Linked DNA regions of Sus scrofa: region 1 is linked to region 2. Evidence: chromatin contacts called from public HiChIP or PLAC-seq data. All regions are on one chromosome and are shown on one strand. Each heading gives the region's core, a stretch centred on a gene start, on an enhancer-like site or on the middle of the called end of the contact. The rest is flanking DNA. Distances are from core to core; before and after follow the strand shown.

Evidence for each region. HiChIP or PLAC-seq counts read pairs in DNA pulled down with a chosen protein or histone mark.
Region 1: a contact with region 2 is called in an H3K27ac HiChIP or PLAC-seq map of alveolar macrophages. The contact joins two enhancer-like sites. A contact is called at or near these places in 2 of 47 Hi-C or Micro-C datasets (embryonic fibroblasts and retroperitoneal adipose tissue) and 2 of 2 datasets of contacts at active chromatin or transcription factors (alveolar macrophages and skeletal muscle).

The regions. Positions count from the first base shown.
Region 1 is chr5:32,923,093-32,929,517 of Sscrofa11.1, reverse strand. All of the region lies in intron 1 of RAP1B (ras-related protein Rap-1b), which reads right to left. Among named protein-coding and RNA genes, the nearest start is that of RAP1B, 16 kb to the right of the region's middle. Within about 2 kb of position 2,332, at least 6 of the 83 cell types and tissues checked have an H3K27ac peak or open chromatin away from gene starts, as enhancers often do. A contact at or near this core is called in alveolar macrophages, where this site is marked.
Region 2 is chr5:32,754,119-32,760,884 of Sscrofa11.1, reverse strand. No RefSeq gene overlaps it. Among named protein-coding and RNA genes, the nearest start is that of MDM1, 84 kb to the right of the region's middle. Within about 2 kb of position 5,099, at least 4 of the 83 cell types and tissues checked have an H3K27ac peak or open chromatin away from gene starts, as enhancers often do. A contact at or near this core is called in alveolar macrophages, where this site is marked.

The sequences.
Region 1 (6,425 bases), core at 1,083-3,582, 170 kb before region 2:
TACACTTGCTTTAAAGGCACAAGTAATTTTTCCACAACAATGTGGTACATGATATAAGCTGGCAAGTATCACAAGGTGGCAAAAAGAACCATAAAAAAGCTAAAGTAACACCAAAAGGACTCTATTCGCATTCTTAAAACAAGAAAAATAATGAAAGGATAATAAGCAAACCATTCCACAAGAGCCTATTTTAGTCAACAAGTTAATCAAATTAAGAACACTATTTTATTCCACATAGTCCCATGAGGCACATTAAAATTTAATCACTACAAAATGGGAGGAACAAAAAAGAAAAAGAAGGGGGTACTGTATGGAGGAACCAGATCTTTAATGTTCTTTTCGGTATAAAGTATCAATATTTTTAATGGCTCTTTTCCAAAAATACTACTAGGCATAGTGCATGTCCAAGAATAGTTTATGTCCTAGTATGGCTTCACTGTAGATCAAATTTGTTAAGGATTTTTAGTAGCCACTAAGTTATATATACATACTATTAGAGAGATCTCAGCCTTGGAGTTCTCATACAAAAGCTAATTCCAGCAAAGGAATGATTAGGCACGTACTACTCAATATGTGTCTTTAGAAACACTGTCTCTCGGAGTTACTGCTGTGGCTCAGTGGGTTATGGATCTGGCCATTGCAATAAGCTGTAGTATAGGTAGGTCACAGACATGGCTTGGATCCCACGTTGCTGTGGCTATGGCTTATGTCAGCAGCTGCAGCTCCGATTCGACCCCTAGCCTGGGAACTTCCATATGCTGCAGGTTCAGCCCTAAAAAAGAAATACTGTCTCTCCCCAAAGAAGGCATATGGTTAGCCAGTAGGCACATGAAAAAACACTCAACATCACTACCAGAGAAATGCAAATCAAAACTATAAGGAGGGAGCACCTGACACCAGTCAGAATGGCTGTCATTAACAGGTCAACAAATAACAAATGCTGGAGAAGGTGTGGAGAAAAGGGAACCCTCCTTTACTGTTGGTGGGAACGTAAATTGGTACAACCACTATGGAAAACAATTTGGAGGTGCTTCAAAAAACTAAATATAGAACTACCACATAACCCAGCAATCCCACTCCTGGGCATATAACCAGAAAAAAGATACATGCACCCCTATGCTCACTGTAGCACTATTTACAGCAGCCAAGACATGGAAACAACCTAAATGTCCATCAAAAGATGAATGCTACTCAGCCATAAAAAGGAAAAAATAATGCCATTTGCAGCAACATGGATACAACTACAGATTCTCATACTAAGTGAAGTCATAAAGAGAAAGACAAATACCATACTGATATCACTTATATGTGGAATCTAAAATATGGCACAAACAGGAACAGATCATGAAGAACAGACTTGTGATTGCCAGTGGGGTGGGAGAAGGAAGTGGGGTGGACAGAGAGTTTGGGGCTAGCAGATGCAAACTGTTACATTTCCAATAGAGAAGCAATGTGGTCCTACTTTATATTTATAGCACAGGGAACTATGTCCAGTTTATTGGGTTAGAACATGATGAAAGATAATATAGAAAAAAAATGTACATGTATGTATGACTGGGTCACTTTGCTGTCCAACAGAAATTGAAGGAACATTGTAAATCAACTACAAGCTAACACAAAATTTTAAAAAAGTCTGTAAATCTATGATCAAAGCTTAAATCACTTTAAGAGGAAAATTTCAAGCTGCCTTGGACTTTGCTATATCTAATAAAGCTCATTTAAATAAGCATTAATCGGAGCTCCCTTTGTGCCTCAGTAGTAACAGACCCAACTAGTATCCATGAGGATGCAGGTTCAATCCCTGGCTTCCCTTAATGGGTTGAAGGATCCGGCATTGCCATGAGCTATGGTGTAGGTCATAGACCCAGCTAGGATCCAGTGGTGCTATGGCTGTGGTGTAGGCCAGAAGCTGCAGCTTCGTTTGATTCCCTAGCCTGGGAACTTCCATATGCCACGGGTGCGGCCCTCAAAAGACAAAAAAAGGGCATTAATCATCTGATTATGCAATTTTTAATTAAAAATTTTAGTAGCAACATCTTCTGATAAGGATACCATGATGTCATACACAAATATATCCAAGTAGATAATTAATCAAATGTACTTTCGTATTTTCATTTGAACATTAAGGAATGTCAAATATTCAGAAACTTAAAAAATAAAAGCCCACGTGCTCCAACACCCCTCTCCCACCAAGCCAATTGCTTATAGTTACCACACATTTATTAAACTGTGTCAAAACAGTGATAAGCAAAAAAGATAACTGTATCATAAAGTGCAATCAGGGTGACTAAGAGTCCTGGTTTTAACAAAGTCTTGTGTCCCAAGAAATCCTCAGTCCTGAGCAAAACAAAGGGGTTGGTCATCTCTGGTGGAATACATCTTGATAGGAATTTACTTCCTCTCATGTTTCGTAATTTTAAAAATATGGAACTGTGAAGACTTAGAAAACATCTTGCAAATGTACTACAAAGTTTATCTTTTTTCACAACACAATCAGACTCCTTTCTGATGTAAAACATGGAAATTAAAAACCAAATGGTGTACAGCTCTTAGTACAAGGGACAAGTTTGAGCATTTATGGTAACAAACAATATTTATACAGCCTTTACAATTTACAATGTATTCTGACCCAAGTTTCCTCATTTAGATAAAAATCCAAGGAACATGCCATGAAAGAATACTGCTCCTTGCTTAATTAGAACAGTACAGCTTTCATTGAATTAGTATCTAAATATGCATTAAGTGCAAGTCATCAGGAAGGTTACAAAGATGAACAAAACATACCTGCTCTCAAGAAGCTTACAATTTTGTAGGAAAGATGAGAGGAAAAAATACGGAAAACATAATGAGAAACACAAAAAATACTATGGAAATTCAGAAAAAGGTCAGGAACAGATGTATGAAGAAGATGGCAAATGACTAAAAGTTATAGCTTTAAGGAAAACTACCAGGGAAATGAGATGTGAGAGCAAAGGCAGCAAAATGTAGGAATAAGATTAGACTACAACAGAGAGCATGTCTCAGTGGATCTCAAGGTACAAAGGAAGAGGGAAAAAAAACAAGAGAGTCCACAGTTAAGATAACAAAGATTTGAGTATTGGTCAAGAGACCTGACTCATTTTGTAATCAACAGTACTAAACATTTTGAAGAAAAAAATACCAATACCGAGAAAATTAAAGGTTCTTTTGTTGTTGTCGTCTTTTAATATGATTTTTATTTTTTCCATTATAGCTCAGTGTTCTGTCAACTTTCTACTGTACAGCATGGTGACCCAGTTACACATAGATGTATACATTCTTTTTTCTCACATTATCATGCTCCATCCTAAGTGACCAGACATAGTTCCCAGTGCTCCACAGCAGGATCTCATGGCTAATAATTCCAAAGGCAATAGTCCTGGTGTTGTCTTTTTTCAGGGCCACACCTGCAGCATGTGGAGGTTCCCAGGCTAGGGGTCAAATTGGAGCTGTAGCTGCCAGCCTATGCCAGAACCACAGTAAGGCGCGGGATCCAAGCCGTGTCGCGACTTACACCATAGCTCACAACAATGCCAGATCCTTAACCCACTGAGAGAGGCCAGGGATCGAACCTGAGTCCTCATGGATGCTAGTCGGGTTTGTTAACTGCTGAGCCATGATGGGAACTCCTAAAGGTACTTTTTAAATGAATAAAAGGGAGTTCCCGTCGTGGCTCAGTGGTTAATGAATATGATTAGGAACCATGAGGTTGCGGGGGTTTGATCCCTGGCCTTCCTTGCTCAGCAGGTAGGGATCCAGTGTTGCCGGGTAAGGATGCAGCATTGCCGTGAGCTGTAGTGTAGGTCGAACACTTGGCTAGGATCTGGCATTGGTGTCACTCTGGCGTAGGCCGGCAACAATAGCTCCAATTAGACCCCTAGTCTGGGAACTTCCATATGCTGCAGGTGTAGCCCTAGAAAGGCCAGAATAAAATAAATATATGAATAAAAGAAGCTAGAGTTCCCACTGTGGCTCAGTGGAAACAAACTCGACCAGTACCCAGGGTTAAGGACAAGGCGTTGCTGTGAGCTGTGGTGTAGGTTGCAGATGTGGCTTGGATCTGACACTGCTGTGGCTGTGGCATAGGCTGGCAGCTGTAGCTCTGATTCGAACCCTAACCTGGGAACTTCCATATGCCTCCAGCAAGGCAATTAAAAAAAAAAAACTTCTAACAAATCTAGGCAATACATCTAGAAAAGCATTATATTAAATTTGATTAATATGTGGCCTACTTTTAAAATGCATCAATTGATTTCCAAGAAAACCTATAACAAAGACGATGAAAACCAAAATTAAGAGGTCAGAAACAATATGCTGCATAAAGGAAAAGAAACTGACAAAAAACAGTTAAGACAACTGGTTATTTCAGTTTTATCCTGCAACACTGTATGAATACCAAGTACCTACTATGTGCAGGTAGTGCGGATACTGGATCTGCATGTCTTAGGCCCACTATTTTTTATAATAGGATGTTCACTTTGATACCACAGCATTTGATATCTAAAGCATACTGAGATTACTTTTCGTTAGTACTACCACGATGGCACATGGCACTTAAGGTATGTGCCTAAGACCTCACTCATATTGACAAATGAGGCAGATACCTGGGGGCAGGCCATATTTTTCCTCAAAAAGCTGCTCTGGATTTGCCTAAAGTATAAAAAATATTTGGTTAAGGCTTAAATATCTCAGGCCAGAGAGCTATGTATAATGTTAATTGCCACATAACCAACACTTAACACAGTGTCTGGTTCTTGCCCTAGAGCAAGGGTTGGCTAACTTGAGCCCACAGGTCAAATTCCATTGTGCCTGTTTTTTTGGAAATAATGTTTTATTGGAACACAGCCATGCAACTGCTGTGGTTACTATACTATAATAGCAGAGCTGAGTCGCTGTGACAGGATAACTGCTGTAGAATATTTTATATAGCTAGCACTGTTGTCTTATACTTTTACGAAGATGAACTGGTTGTAAAGTAATAACAAAAACCTAAAAAAAAGAAGAAAGAAAACAAACCTGAAAGGAATCTGAGAATGATCCACCTGACTACATAAGACTGTCTATCAAAAACAGTAATTTTGGTCCTGGCATAGATGCTGCTGCTCTCTTTTACAATATTCAACAGGCACCTTATTCATTTAGCCAACAGATTCAGTTGTTTAAGGCCATTTATGAGGATGGTAAAACAGTGTTATCAGGGAAACCTAAGGTAAGACCCCAACATATCCCAAAACTCCATCAAATTTTACAGATAAAACTGAAAAGGGCATCTTTGGTAAAGTACATTTTTATATTTGGAGCTGAATCTGATCTATTAAATTTGTTCACTTTGATTTCAGAAGTAGTTAATATAATAAACAGTATAACATTATTCATGCCACTAGAGCTCTGCAAAGTTTCCTTTCAGATTACTTTAGAAAAATCCTTTGTTTCTTGGGCTTATGTCAAGTACTTGTACCCTAAGGAAGGCTGAAAGAGCTAGTACCTGGCATTTTCTTTTTTCTGCAAAGCAAGTTATCCATCAAAATTCTTTCAGGTTTTTGTCTTTAGAGACACTGATGAATCTCTCTAAAGATAAGTGTGAATACACACATCTGTATGTCCATATAGTAAGACATTTTTAGTTAGATATTAAATTTCTGTTAGATGTAGCCTGGCCCATGTGGGACATACCCTGGCACGACAGGATTAAGGAGCCAGGTATAGGGTATTTTAAGAGGTGGCAAAACAAAAGCCACTGTTGGGAATGGTGGGAGGGGAGATCTCAAGGTCAGATCAAATTTAAATCTTAAGACCCAGAGGCCTAGGAGAGTTAAGTGATATTAGAGCAGTGGTTATCAGTTAACACCTCTCATTAAAATGGAGATTGTGTATGTGTATAAGTTTTAAAAAGCACCTGTGGGAATCTGACTAGTATCCCTGAGGACACAGGTTTGATCCCTGGCCTCAATCAGTGGGTTAAGAACTGGGGGTTGCCACACTGACCTGTAGCGTAGGTTGCAGATGTGGCTCAGATCCCGTGTTGCTGTGGCTGTGGCATAGGCTGGCAGTTGTAGCTCCAACTGAACGCCTAACCTGGAACCTCCATATGCCACAGGTGCAGCCCTAAAATAAAACCAAAACAAAACAACAAACAACAACAAGAACAGAAAACACCTGTGGAAGACACTGATAACACCTCCCGCTTTCTCCTTAAGACAGCCCATAGGTCAGAACCTATACTATTAATCTCTCTAGCTTCCAAGAAAGTGTCCCCCTATTTAAAACAGAAAAGGAAGGTCTCTGTTGTTCCTCAGGTCTCCAGGAAATTAGTCATTTAAATAATTTACTGTTAATGTCTTAGCTTCTACATGTTACAGAAAAAAAGAAACACCATCACTCCAAAGGGATGACTATTTTTGTCTTTT
Region 2 (6,766 bases), core at 3,850-6,349:
TTGGCACTTTCCACCTGCCTTACTCTGCTTGCCTTTTCCTTCCTTATCCCTGTCTGACACCAGTTCTTTATTTGTTCATTGTCTCATTCTCCACTAGGATGTTAGCTCTACGAGGTCAGATATCTTTGACTGTCTTGCTCATTGATGCACCCACAGGACCTGGAGGCCTAGCATTTAGGAGCTGCTCAATAAACACGTGTTGAATGAATGTGACTAAAAAGCTATCAGTTGTATCAGGCACAGTGGTGGGGACCCCTTAAAAGCACCTTCATTTATTCCTTGTAAAGACCCTGTTAGAAAGTATTGTCCTCATTGTTTTACAAATGACAATATCATATCGAGGCAAAGAGACAGAGCATGGAGCTGGTGGGTGACACAGTCAAGAGCTGTGTCCATTCCTCTGACCTTGGTTCTGTGTGTGATAAAGATGGGATGGGGAGGGAGGGGTCAGCAAGGCACCCAGGCTTCCAGCCTCTGAGCCATGAAAGAGCAGCAGAACCACCAACAGAAGTGGGACTGTGGGGAAAGAAGGCCAGTGTTCCAGAAAAAGAAGAAGTGTAGTGATGAAATGTTGGATCAAGAAGATATTCAGGGGGAAATCTTTAATCTTAAGTAGGGTGACTAAATAATATATTGACTAATCATATATCATCTGAGACCTTGCTGAGAGTCAAAGTGGGCATATTAATAACAAAGTCTGTCTGGAATGACAGACATAAATTGGGACTGTCTCCGCAAAGGGGAACAAGTGGTTCCCCTGGATTTAAGGAATTGGGAAGTTGGTGAGAGATCATGTCTAGAGATTTGGGTGTTTCCCTTTGAGAGGGACACAGGAGAAGCCAGGAGGCTGGGGTGTCTCATCCGTAGGTTAAGGAAAGAAGGGGACCTCAAAGCCAGCTTCTGGACCCCCACCCATAGAGAAGAGTGAGACGAGAAAGAGGAGTCTGTGAAGGACCCAAAAGAACCCAAAGGGAGCACAGAGGTCAGAAGGAGTGGTGGGCAGGAAGGAGGGGAAGTGGGTGGAGGCCATGTGTGGCAGGGCAACTTTAAAGTAGGTCAGCTGACACTTGGCAACAAAACCAGATTAGAGACTCGATTTTGTAACACAATCGTCATCTATCCCCACAAAGTGCTAAAAGGCATTTAATTAAAGTAGATTAAAATTAATTTTGATTTGAAGACTTTTTTTCTGCCATTGCCCTCATTATATTTTGAGACGCTTCGGGTGCTTTCAAAGACTGGATCTGGAATGAGGGTTTGGTGCCCCAGCCGGAAGTTTCCTTGTGCCTCTGCCTGACCTGAGTCACTAAAAGATCCTATATTTAGAGTGTCATTGACACAGATAAAATCTGGGTCCCAGGTGGAAGATGCAAAAGCAAAAAGGGGTACTTTTTTCTTCGGAGTCAAGAAGATTGAAAATCGAGTTTCTGGGCTAGTATTGGTAATATTGCCTGAAATCTGATTTTTCTTGGTAGATTAGAAATTTTGATAACTTAATTATCAGTTCAAGCAGATGTTTTCCTACACCAGCCCATTACTTCATTGAAGGAAGTGTGTGTGTGTGTGTGTGTGTGTGTGTGTGTGTGTGTGTCGGGGGTAGGGTGGGGTGGGTGGGGGCAGCCAGTAAACAAAACCCTAGTTCAAAATATTAAAATGATAGCATTGACAGAAATGCTGGTGAAGTATACCTATTGATAAAATCGTTTAAATGTGGTCTGTCATGTAACAGTTAAGAAATAAGAGCTAGGTCACTAACCACGTTTTTGTCTCCCCAGCCATTAGTCCATTGGACTTAAGCCAGAAGGGATCTTTTTCAGGTAGAGACTATTCGTGAATAGCACATGTTTAGAGTTCTCAGTTTATCAGACAGTAACAGCACATGACCAGGGACCTGGAAACAGAATCCCTCCCTTGCCTTCTCTGAAAGGAAAGCTGAATACTTGTGTCTGGTAGCAGCATCAGTTAGAGGATACACAGCAGGCCTCCCCCATCGCTTCTTTTTATCAGAGCAAAAGTGTGACTGGGCTGCAATCACAGGGGCATATAACTCCTCGAAACCAAAAGGAATAAAATCTCACAGGACTTCAAAGGGAGCAAAATCATTAACATTGAGCCAAAGCCCACTAGCATGCATCACAGACATCAAATAGATATAGAGGGCTCCTCTGAGAGGAGAAAATGCATGACTCTAGGCTACCCCTGCAAAAGATGCTAATACCAATACCTCAAACTGGTTTCACAGAAGCAGTCCATCTGAAGCTGGCTGTCAAGCCTTAACTGATGAATGTTTGCTGTCAAGGCTGTCCTTGAGCAGAATGAGGGACAGGGCTTGGTTGAGGCATACCACTCCCCTCGGCCCTTCTCAATGCCCTCCCTAAAGACTGAGTCCCTTAAAGAGCTTCATCGAAGGTTTTATGCTCAAAATGATAATTTCTCAGAGCCATATGGTACAATGTCAATCACGTTCAATACTCCCCTCCTTTTCCTGTTATCACCTTCTTCCCTCTTCCTCTCCTCTTGTTCCCATCTGTTTAATTTTCATGGTTTTTCTTTTCTGTCTCTTTAACCATTCTTTTCCTTTCCTGAGATATGAAACTGGGGGGTGGGGATAGAAGGTGGAGAGAGAGAGAGAGAAAGAGAGAGGGAGAGAGAATGAGAGAGAGAAAGGAGTGAAGGAGGGAAGGAGAGAAGACAGGAAGGGGGGTTATCTGTTATCTCGTAGGTTGTATATAATGTTTGTTAATCCCAGGGATTTCTTATACTGCTGGTGTTTGTTTTCATCTCATAGTATTGTTGGGAGGATTAAATGCAGAGTACTTAGCCTAGTGCCTGTAGTACAGTAAAGTCCCAATAAACACTAGCTGTTATTTAAGTTTGCTCTGGAATAAATATCTTTATAGGTAGGGCATTCCATTTGTGTGGGGATTCTTCAGTTCTCCACAGTTCCATTTTCTGAAATACTTTCAGGGTAACTGATGTATATGCGCTCATGCATGTGGGTGAGCTCGTGTGTGTGTGTGTGTGTGCACACACACACACATTTTCTTTCCTTCTATTAAAGAAGGGTCACAATACAGAGGAAAGCAAATGCTTCACCTCTGTCTAGCAAAAAAGGCTTTCAAAATATTTTGACTGCCATGACTGTCACCTACACATACATACATCATGACTGTCACCTACACGTAAATGATAAAACAAATTTTCAAGAGGCAATACTGTTGTGGCGGCTGTCAGCAGCCCAAGGCCGGAGTGTGTCAGCTCTGGTGGCAGCCCTATGGCCAGGGTACCAGCTCCAGCAGCTCTGTGGCCACAGTGTACCAGCTCCAGCAGCTCTTTCACCCGGAGAGAAACCAAGCGAGCACTCAGAGTTGGAGAACTCATGTTTATTACGCCGGCGGGCTCAGAGGAGATCGCTCTCCCGAGTCTGAGCCCCAGTTTCACAAGGTTTTTGTGGGCTAGTTCTTCCAGATCCGTGCTTGGCAGACCAGAGAGAGAACTGGCAAAGTCGTAGATGCGGGAGCAAGTTTTACAGAAGCAGGTGTGTTGGGGAGGGGTGGTTGGGGTAGTTGGCTGGGTTAGGGGCAGTTTGGCCAGATTTTGCTGAGTCATCATGGCCGGGGTGTCTCCTTTCGACCTTCTTGTTGGGACATTTTCTCCTACAGTACCAGCCTTTACTACTTGCACTACTATGTTCTGCTCTGGTACATTCTCTTTCATCAAAAAAATATATGGATTGCCATATACTAAATTAATTTCATGACCCATAATGGGTGTCACCTGCAGTCAGAGAAATCAAGGTCTAGTAGATAGTTGGGGATTTGCTGGATCCCACTAGATACATCCTTACCCTGGGCCCACCAGCCCTACTATGATTTCTCAGATCTGTCATAGTCTCAATCCTTCTAGTCCCTCCTTTTTGTCTTCTAAGTTAAGAAACAGCAAATCAGAAATGCCTTTTCTGTCTCCTTCTATTCTTCTGCTCCCATGTCTCCTCTTTTGTTCATTCCCTCTCACATCTCTTCCACTCCATTCTTAACTGCTGCTTTCAGAATAATAAAATAATAATAACAATGACAATGCTAGCAGCAGTCATAATAACAATGATAGCTAACACTCATTTCATGCTTGCTTTGTGTCAGACACCCACCTAAGTGCTTTATAGATGGGAACTCGTTTACTACTCATAATCGCCCTATGTAGTCAACTATCCTATAATTACTCTGATGGAAGCATTACCTGCTCTTTTTTTCCAACACCTCCAGTCAGAATGAGGAAGACTTGCATATTAGAGAGTCTGGGCTAAATACTTAATCAAATAGAAATGATGATAATATTATGGAACAAACAATTTGCTTTCATAAACCCTGATCTGGAAACAATTGCTAAAGATCATGACCACAAACCTAGAATCAGTAAGCCTGAGTGAGGCTTGGTATGTTGCTATGCTTAGGCTGAATTTCTTGATATATTGCAAAGTTGAGAAGGAAAACATATTATAAAACCTTAGTCTCATGTAAACATCCACCCAGAGAAAATTACTGTAGCATTTGTTGTTTGATCATTGTTTTAATGTTCTGTTCAGTAATTAATTGTTAAAAATTTAAAAAGTAACAATTTTCTCTGGTTATAAAAATAACATCACTTTTTACTCTTAAGATTGTACAATATGCATTCAAACGTAAAAATGAAAACAAAAAATGACCCCAAATCCCATTACTCAAAGATAGGAGCTATTCGCATTTTGGTGAAGTATGAGATAGACCTTCAGACATGTTTTGTTTGGCCTATTTTAGAATGTTTTTCATATAAAAACCTAGGTTTCTATCATCTCTTGATGCTGAAAATATCATGGAGCTCTGACAACACCAAGCCCACATTCCTCCAGGGCAGCAGCTGATGGGAACTGAGGAGCAGCTGCCTTTGGGGCAGGGCAGGGCCTGCATATTTCATCCATCCTAGTCCCCACCACTCCCACTTTTTTCTTACACTCGGTCAGCTTCATTCACTTGTTATTCTCATGCCCTAGGGGGGAGGCATTTGAGTTTTCTCTCTTTTCCTTTAGAAATAATGCTTACTCAACCAACATTTCAGGTCCAAAGCTGTACTCTTTGTGGGTGGTGGCCACAGTGACAAAGAATGATGGGTAGGAGGGGTGGCCTCTTGCTGGAGAAGGTGGGAGAACAAAGTTCTTTGACTTTTGGCTTCTACTCTTTGTCTCCTGGATTTGTTTAAATCTGAAATTTAAACAAGTTCTACATCTAGAGGACTCCTTTCCTTAAACGCCTCCTAAATCTATTCTGTATATTATTTCCATAACTTTGTCCATATTCCCTGAACTAATGAGTGACTTTATTATGCTAAGAAACTACTTCCTCCCTCTTTGCTTTCACACATTGCTAAACACATTGCTAAACAGTGAAGAGAGCCTGGTAAGGCCCAGATCACGTCTCCTTAGATGGTTGGTTTCTCTTTAGGCCGAGGTCTTGGTGTTTGACCTAGCCACAATGATGTTATAAATCTTTCTCTAAGTCATTAAAATTATTTATAAAAATAAATTTAGTGGCTGAACAACATTATAGGATATGTCACATTTTCCTGTCCTTTTTTTTTTTTTTTTTTTTTTTTTTTTTTTTTTTCTCTAATGGGTGAGGTCTCAGTGAGAGGCAGGTCTAGGAGGAAGACATATCCGTTAGGGATTAAGAGAGGAGACAGGAGGCAGTAAGGACAGGGTACCAATTGAGATTCTAGAACTGGTTACTTTAAGAAGCAGAAGTCTACGATGAGAACAAAGTCCAAAAACTAGAGTTCTAAAATCAACAGGGTGGTGACACCTGGGGACTTGTCATAAACCTGCAAGGGGGTCAGGGAGCCGATGACCAAGGAGTGAGGAAGCCGGTGGATGGGAAAGTGAACCCACAGTAACCTCTGAGCAGGGGTTCAGTCATAATTTACATTTTTTGTTTTGTTTTGCTTTTCCTTTTTAGTGAGATTCCCATTCCTTCTAGGTCAATTTAGGAGAGCCGATGCAGGGCATATAATAATTTTTCTATTCTCCTGAAGTTGAACATTTAGGTATTTCCAATTTTTCACTTTCATAAATAATGTGGTAAAATCTCAGTGTATATTTGGGACTATCATTTCAGGATAGATTTGGGAAAATGGAAATACTCATTCTTTTTAAGAATATTGGAATATACTGGCAAAATGTTTCCATAAAGGTTGTTTGCATTTGTTCTCCCATCAATGGTGTTTCTGCTTTGTCCCTTTAAATAAACTTGGCCCACCCACATAAATCTTTTGAATGAAAAGCTGCCACTGCCATCTGTACTTCATATCAGGAATTTCTCTAGGCCACTGGCTTTCAAATTTTTTATGACTCACAGTGAGAAGTAAATCTTACACAGTGACCTGACACATATGAGTATACAATTGAAACAAAAGTTTCACAAAACAATCACTTGCCCTTCTTCTATGTGATGTACTTTAGTAAGTCCATCCTCTTATAATTACTTATTTATTTATCCTTTTAGGGCCACACCTGTGGCACATGGACGTTCCCCCTCTAGGGGTTGAATCAGAGCTGCAGCTGCTGGCCTACACCACAGTCACAGCAACACTGGATCCTCCCACCCACTGAGTGAGGCCAGAGATCGAACTCGCATCCTCATGGATACTAGTCAGGTTCGTTACCACTGAGTCATGATAGGAACTCTCTTTTCTAATTTTTAAATTAAGCTCATCATGTCCCATTAAATTGATATAATAA